Regions from separate parts of the Mus musculus genome. Here region 1 is linked to region 2. The links are chromatin contacts, called in public Micro-C maps. All regions are on one chromosome and are shown on one strand. The core of a region is the stretch at or near the end of the contact, and the rest is flanking DNA. Distances in the headings are between cores, read along the strand shown. Region 1 has its middle 160 kb from the start of Dmrta1. Region 2 overlaps Gm12610 (predicted gene 12610).

Evidence for each region. Hi-C and Micro-C count contacts between places; a contact is called where the count stands out from the background.
Region 1: a Micro-C map of the G1E-ER4 cell line shows a contact between it and region 2, with 6 times the contacts expected there. The contact joins two enhancer-like sites. A contact is called at or near these places in 3 of 15 datasets of contacts at CTCF or cohesin (CD8 T cells and the NIH/3T3 cell line), 22 of 484 Hi-C or Micro-C datasets (the AML12 cell line, the C10 cell line, the G1E-ER4 cell line and 14 more) and 4 of 115 datasets of contacts at active chromatin or transcription factors (CD8 T cells, bone marrow-derived macrophages, neural progenitor cells and 1 more).

Annotation. Positions count from the first base shown.
Region 1 is chr4:89,522,990-89,526,190 of GRCm38.p6, reverse strand. No RefSeq gene overlaps it. Among named protein-coding and RNA genes, the nearest start is that of Dmrta1, 160 kb to the left of the region's middle. Within about 2 kb of position 1,305, at least 93 of the 459 cell types and tissues checked have an H3K27ac peak or open chromatin away from gene starts, as enhancers often do. A contact at or near this core is called in the G1E-ER4 cell line and pancreatic cancer cells, where this site is marked.
Region 2 is chr4:89,443,355-89,446,825 of GRCm38.p6, reverse strand. The region is part of intron 5 of Gm12610 (predicted gene 12610); the gene reads right to left. It also overlaps the pseudogene Gm12608. Among named protein-coding and RNA genes, the nearest start is that of Cdkn2b, 130 kb to the right of the region's middle. Within about 2 kb of position 1,550, at least 44 of the 459 cell types and tissues checked have an H3K27ac peak or open chromatin away from gene starts, as enhancers often do. A contact at or near this core is called in the G1E-ER4 cell line and pancreatic cancer cells, where this site is marked.

The DNA of each region.
Region 1 (3,201 bases), core at 56-2,555, 80 kb before region 2:
TATGTAACTTAGTGTTCTTGTAGAACTCCTAACAGAGGAAGTTGGGGCTGTTTCTGAAGCTCTTGCCTGCCTTTGAGACCCTTGTCCTTCGACTGGTTCACCTTGTCCACCCTTAATAGGAGGAGAGGTAGGTACCTAGCCTTACTGAAACTTGATATGCCACGGTTAATTGCTATCCCAGAGAGCCCGTCCATTTTCTGAAGGGAAACTGAGTAGTAGTGGTTGGGGAGGGAGGAGAGACTGGGAAGAGAGAAGAGAGGGAAAATACTGTGGTTGGGATATGAAAGAATAAATTGATTTAAAAAAATAAATAAAAGTATTGTTTAAGAAAATTACATTCTAGATTACATAAAGTGAATTTTAAACGAAATGAATTAACCTTAAATTTTATTTATTTTTACACGAATTGCATCACACTAAATTTTCTCTTATTTGAAAGAGCCGGCATAAAGAGTTACCAACTCAAACCAGGGGTTAGAAAACTATAACCTGGGCTGGTGAGATGGCTCAGTGGGTAAGAGCACCTGACTGCTCTTCCAAAGGTCAGAAGTTCAAATCCCAGCAACCACATGGTGGCTCACAACCATCTTTAACGAGATCTGACTGGAGTGTCTGAGGACAGCTACAGTGTACTTACATATAATAAATAAATAAATAAATCTTTTAAAAAATGTTAAAAAAAAAAAAGAAAAAGAAAAGAAAACTACAGCCTATGGTTAAATCTTGGGCTCAGCCTATTTTTGAAAATCGATTTTTACTGGAAGGTGGAAAATATGAAAACCTCTCAAAAATGATAACTTGTATTCTCCATTAGCTGAATTTTCAGCAATGGACAACTATTGTTTATACATTTATTTTAGAGACATTTATTACTAACACCTTGTAGTCCCAGAAAACAATAAGAGCAATGTACAGCGTAGTCAATCATTATAAAGCAGGGGGGAAAAAAGACTCTTTCTATTACCATAGAGTTCTTATGTCTGAGTCTCTCTCAAAATGACTCTCAGCTTATCAGTTTAGTTGACCCAGTTGTGGCCACTCTGCAGCCCTTAGAGCTTTCCTTGTGTGGCACAGTGTGTTCCTTACAAGGAATTAAGCCGAGAGAATTCGGTCTAACGGCAGTAAAAGGCAGAAGTGAGAATTTAGCTGACTCTACCACCACGCCGTTTTATCTTGAAGCTTCTGGGAAACTTTAGTTGCTTTGTGAAGGTGTTGTGGAAAAAGAGACAAGTTGCCTCCGGGGTTGCTAACTTCGCCGATTTTCTTTCCGTTTGAAGAACACAACCAACAAACCGCCACTAGGTGTCCTCAACACCAAACTAATCCTCACTTCGGCACTTTCAGAGGCGAACTCGCAGGGACACGGGACTCAGGAGTTCCCCCCGAGGGACAGATCAAAACCCCGTGCACTCAGCACGGCTCTCTGAGTGAAAAGAAGTTCCCGGCAACAGCATCCGAAACTTCGGATCTCAGCTTTTAGTACGGAAAGGCCGGATGGTGGGGTGGAGACCCTCCTACGCTGAACGGGAACAAGAGAGGCCAATTTGAAGCCGCCCTGCCTCGCAGCAACTTCAAATGCGCAGAGAATATGCATTGGGTTCTAACTGCTTTTGTTTTTTGTTTTTAATTTATTTTTTATTATGCTTTTGTTTTCTTTACGGCGTTTGCAAATAAGAAGCCATTGTTCGGCTAAGCCTGTTCATTCGTTTTTTCACGAGAAGACAGTAATATTACTGAGTCCGCAGTCAGAGTCGCCAACTCCATCCCGATTCTCATCCATCCGGACGCTCCTCTGCTTGTCTTTTCCAGTTCTCCCCTCCCTCGCCCCCCATCTTTCCCTCCTCTATTTCTTCTCAACGGTATCTAAATCTACCACCTTTACACACATAGTGCGCTTTCCTGGTTAAAATATGAATATTTACATATTCAGTGGAAATAGGATTTCTTGACTTTGAAAAGTCAATAAAAGGGGAAAGAAAAGGAAGAGGTGCTAGAGATGGCTCAGTTGTTGCGTGCTTACTGCTCTGCAGAGGATCCGGGTCCTGTTTCCAGCACCCACATGGCAGATCACCACTACCTGTAACTCTACTTCCAGGAGAACAAAGGACCTCATCTGTCCTCCATGGGCTCTTGAACATATGCATACACTCAGGCACGTATACATAAAATAACTAAATATTTAAAAATGAATAGGAGGAGGAAAGGGGTGGGGGTGAGAAAGCAAGCAGGTAACTGCCCAAATCGACCCAAAAGTTATGGACCATAAGGTCACATGGTGGGAACCGGTGGGAACCGGGAGCTGCAGAAGGCATTTCCCTTCATCTTTCCTGCCTCCACTCCGGATTCTTTATCATGTTCCAGGAATTTCTAATCTCACCACAGCCAGATGACTCACAGCGGCTGACTGGCTGTCTAGGCTTCTACCTAACACCTGTAAAGATAAACCCTGGTTAAAACAGCACTCATTGCAGGGTGGCCTTTGCAGATGGCCAGGGGGATTTTCAGAGTTGAGTTCAATTTTTCCCCTCAAAGGCTCACAGACCTTGATCTTAATTTCAGACATATTTGTGTCTGACAGCCAGAGGCTAGCTACACACCAGGAATAACCTCCCATGGACCAGACCTGCTGCTTGGGGAGAGGAACACAGGAGTACAGCAATCCTTATTTGGGACCACAAAGGGTTTTGGTTTGCAAGCTACTCAGACCAACCTTCTTCGTACTCACTTCACTGCCCCAGGCTGCCTTTTAGGGGCGTGTCATTTTCTCTCTGATCAATTGAGAGGTTCTTTCTAACTAACGTCTCTCCATGCGAGGCATACAGAAACAGTGGGCCATACGGTCAGATTCAAAATATAAATGTTAAATAGTGTCCTTCCAGGCAAGTGATAAAGAAAATAATCAAGGAGCCATATTTCTGAAGGCTTATATAGGAATAAATCCTTATATAGAGAGATAAATCATACATAAGCAGATAATTATAGGTCAACTCTTATTTATAAGACAATACTTAACATTGAGCTTTTAAAATACCCTTAATCCCTTCCAGGAGTTCTATAAGCATTAGTTAATTTAATGTTTTCAACAAGCTCATAAGGTACATATAATTATAAAACTGATGACCATGGAGGTATAGATTTTTCTTTAAAAATATATATGTATGTATATATACATATTTTTTTCTGTTATAATTAGAACATGGC
Region 2 (3,471 bases), core at 301-2,800:
CCTTGGATAAGCAAAACCATAGTTAAATGTTAAAGATACAGGTCCATTATCTTCACTGTGGTCAGAATGGACACTTTCTATATGCCACGTAAAGAATAAGATGCATTATTGACTTAGGGGCCTCACGACTTTATGAAGTAAGCACGATTATTATACCATATTCAATGAGGGAGCTGAAGCACAGAAATGTTGGGTAACTTTCCAAATGTCACGGGGGGTGGGGTGGGGTGGGGAAGGTGGAAAGGTGCTGGGATAAGAATTCTCACTATCCCAGTGGCTACACTCCAATGCTGGCACGTCCTCAGGTTTCTCTGATTGCCTCTGGAAGGCAGCCATAGTCTCGGTAAGTGCCAATAAGTGACAATTGTTTAAACAAATCATTTTCATGAATTCCCTGACCCATTTAAGCAGTTCTATATTAATCAGCTGCTGTGATGAAAATAGGCACAGGACTGGTGGCCATACTGGTTAATTTCAAGGACAGTTGCTTGCTGCTGGGTCACAGACCACACAGGTGGAACTGCTATGTCCTAGGATGCCTGGATTTAGGGGATCAAGTTTCACTGTTCTGATACAAGGGTCTGACTGTGACGTGTGTAGCTATTAAGAAGGAAAGGTGGAGAAACAGCCTAAGCAAGGACTTGTACCAATTTATTTCAGGGGCACAAATCCACCCTCTTAAAACCTTGAAGTTCTTTCTTCCCCCCACCACCCCCCCACCCCAGCATTCCTCCTCTGCAAGTCAGAGACTGATAAGGAATGAGAACAGAAAGGCACGAGCCTTACTGTCTCAAGTGGCTTATTGGCATCTCTGAAATTTTCACACAGGGTGGCACCCGTTGGAATGGTTTATACCCTTCAGAGCAATAAAAAAAAATTGTATCCCTCCTCCCTACTCGGTGAGGCAGGAAACATACTAAAAATATCTTAAAAGAAATCTCCTTTGCTCACTGTCTCTCTCTGTCTTTGACTCTCTGCCTTTGTCTCTCTCTGTTCCCCTCTCTCTGTTTCTATTTCTCGCTGTGTGTCTCTGTGTCTCTGTGTATCTCTGTCTCCTGTCCCCTTATCTCTTTACTTCCTCTCTGCTCAACCTTCTCCCCTCCCCTCTCAAGCACATAAGGTGTGACCCATTACTGGAGCCCGTAAGATACGAGTACAAGATTGGACTGGAAGATAAAATGGGAAAGGCTGTTGATAAGGGACCTGAGGATCCCAGCTGGGGTGCTAACCCCGCAGTGAAAGACATCTGCCACGGAGACACAACCCTGAGAGTGAACCATTGCTCTTCCATCATCTTGGGCAAAGCTCCTTGGGGATTACGGTTCTGGTGACCTGTTACAAGCCTCAGGATGGCCAGGAGGAATAGATGAGATCACACCCAGCAGACCATCTGTCAAGGCTCAAAAAAAAAAAAAGCAGTATATTCTCTAAGTTTGCTCTTGCCTCATACAAACCAGAAGCTGCCCTTGATCTTTGGACCTCTTCCCAGGCCCAGGAGAGGTAAAACTCTGATATTGCTTTGGGTGTGGCCCCAGCCAGCCTTGTTAATAAACATTCCTTCCTGTTTCTCCACAACGACAGAGGAGGAGGGAAGCAAGGTCCGAGGACAACAGCAGAGGTCATGCCAGGCGCAGAAGCAACCTGAGCTAGAGCTGAGTCACTCCCTGGTTTTTGTTGTTGTTGTTGTTTTGTTTTGCTTTTTCCTATTTGTGTGGTTCATTCTCTGAGACCAATCACCCTGAGATTAGAGATGCTATGAACTGTAACCTGCCTCTTCCTGTAACTTGCAAATGGGTGAGCAATTTCCATTTTTGTCTTCCCTGTTTTACTTTTCTCATAGCACCAAGAACTTAGTCTTCATTTTCCAGGTGAAGTCTCCCACCCCATTTTTAATTCCCACATCAAAGGAACACTGTACTGGTATACTTAACTTTGTGTCTACTTAAATGCCATTTTAACGGGCTGTTCAAACTCTGTGACTACTTCCCTAGGTTTTAGACTAAAGTGGACTACATTATAAATGAGCAGAATGTCATAATATATAACACCAGTGAAGCCTGAGCTCTATATGTGCTTGGCATGCATGAGGTTCAACTTCCAACATACAAAAACCAAATTTAGTCCTCACTGGCAACTGAAAGCCTGCCTCACTATGTGCGCTCCCACCACTGCCTCTCAGAAGTGCTTCGATTACCCACAGTCCTTTGCCAGATGAGACCAGAGTCCTGCGCGCCTGGCTCTTCCTCTCACTGGATCCTATGCCAAAGATGTAAAATTTGGTGTGGATGTTCGAGCCTTAACGCTTCAGAATGTAGACCTGTTAGCAGATGTGCTAGCTGTTACAATGGGGCCAAAGGGAAGAACAGTGATTATTGGACAGAGTTGGGGAAGTCTCAAAGTCACCAAGGATGGAGGTCACTGTTGCAAAGTCAACTGATTAACAGGAGAAATACAAAAGCATGAGAGCTAAATGTTGCCAATAACACAAAGGAAGAGGCTGGGGATGGCACCACCACTGCCACTGTTCTAGCATGTTCTACTGCCAAGAAGGCCTTTGAAAGGATCAGCAAAAAGGCTAATCCAGTGGAGACCCAGAGAGGTGTGATGGTGGCTGTCGATGCTGTAATTGCTAAGCTTAAAAGAACAATCTAAACCTGGGACAACCCCTGAAGGAATTGGTCAGGTTCCTTCCATTTCTGCAAATGGAGACAAGCATTGGCAACATCATTTCTGATGCAATGACAAAGGCTGGAAGAAAGGGTGTCGTCACAGGGAAGGATGGAAAAAAATCCCTGGATGATGAATTAGAAGTTACTGAAATGAAACTTGATAGAGGATATATTTACCCATATTTTATTAATATATCAAAAGGTCAAAATTGTAAATTCCAAAGATGCCTATGTTCTGTTGAGTGAAAAGAAAATTTCTAGTCTCCAGGTTACATTGTGCCTGCTCTTAAAACTGCCAATGCTCATTGGAAGCCTTTGGTCATCATTGTTGAAGACGATGATGGAGAAGCTCTAAGCACGATGGTTTTGAACATGGTAAAAGTTGGTCTTCAGGTTGTAGCAGTCAGAGCTCCGGGGTTTGGGGACAATAGAAAGAATCAGCTTAAAATATGTGGCTATTGCTACTGGTGGTTTGGCTTTTGGGGAAGAGGGAGTGAATAAATCTTGAAGATGTTCAAGCTCATGATGTAGGAAAAGTTGGATAGGTCATTGTTAACAAAGATGGCACCCTGATTTTGAAAGGAAAAGGTGACAACACTCAAATTGAAAAACGTATTCAAGAAATCACTGAGCAGCTAGGCATCACAACTAGTGAATATGAAAAGGAAAAGCTGAACGAGTAACTTGCTAAACTTGCAAATGGGGGAGCTGTGCTGAAGGTAGTGAAAGAACCTAGTGGGGAAACCCCCACTCAATTTCTGTTCGGCGCACACCCAAGAATCACGAACAGACGACCACCTTG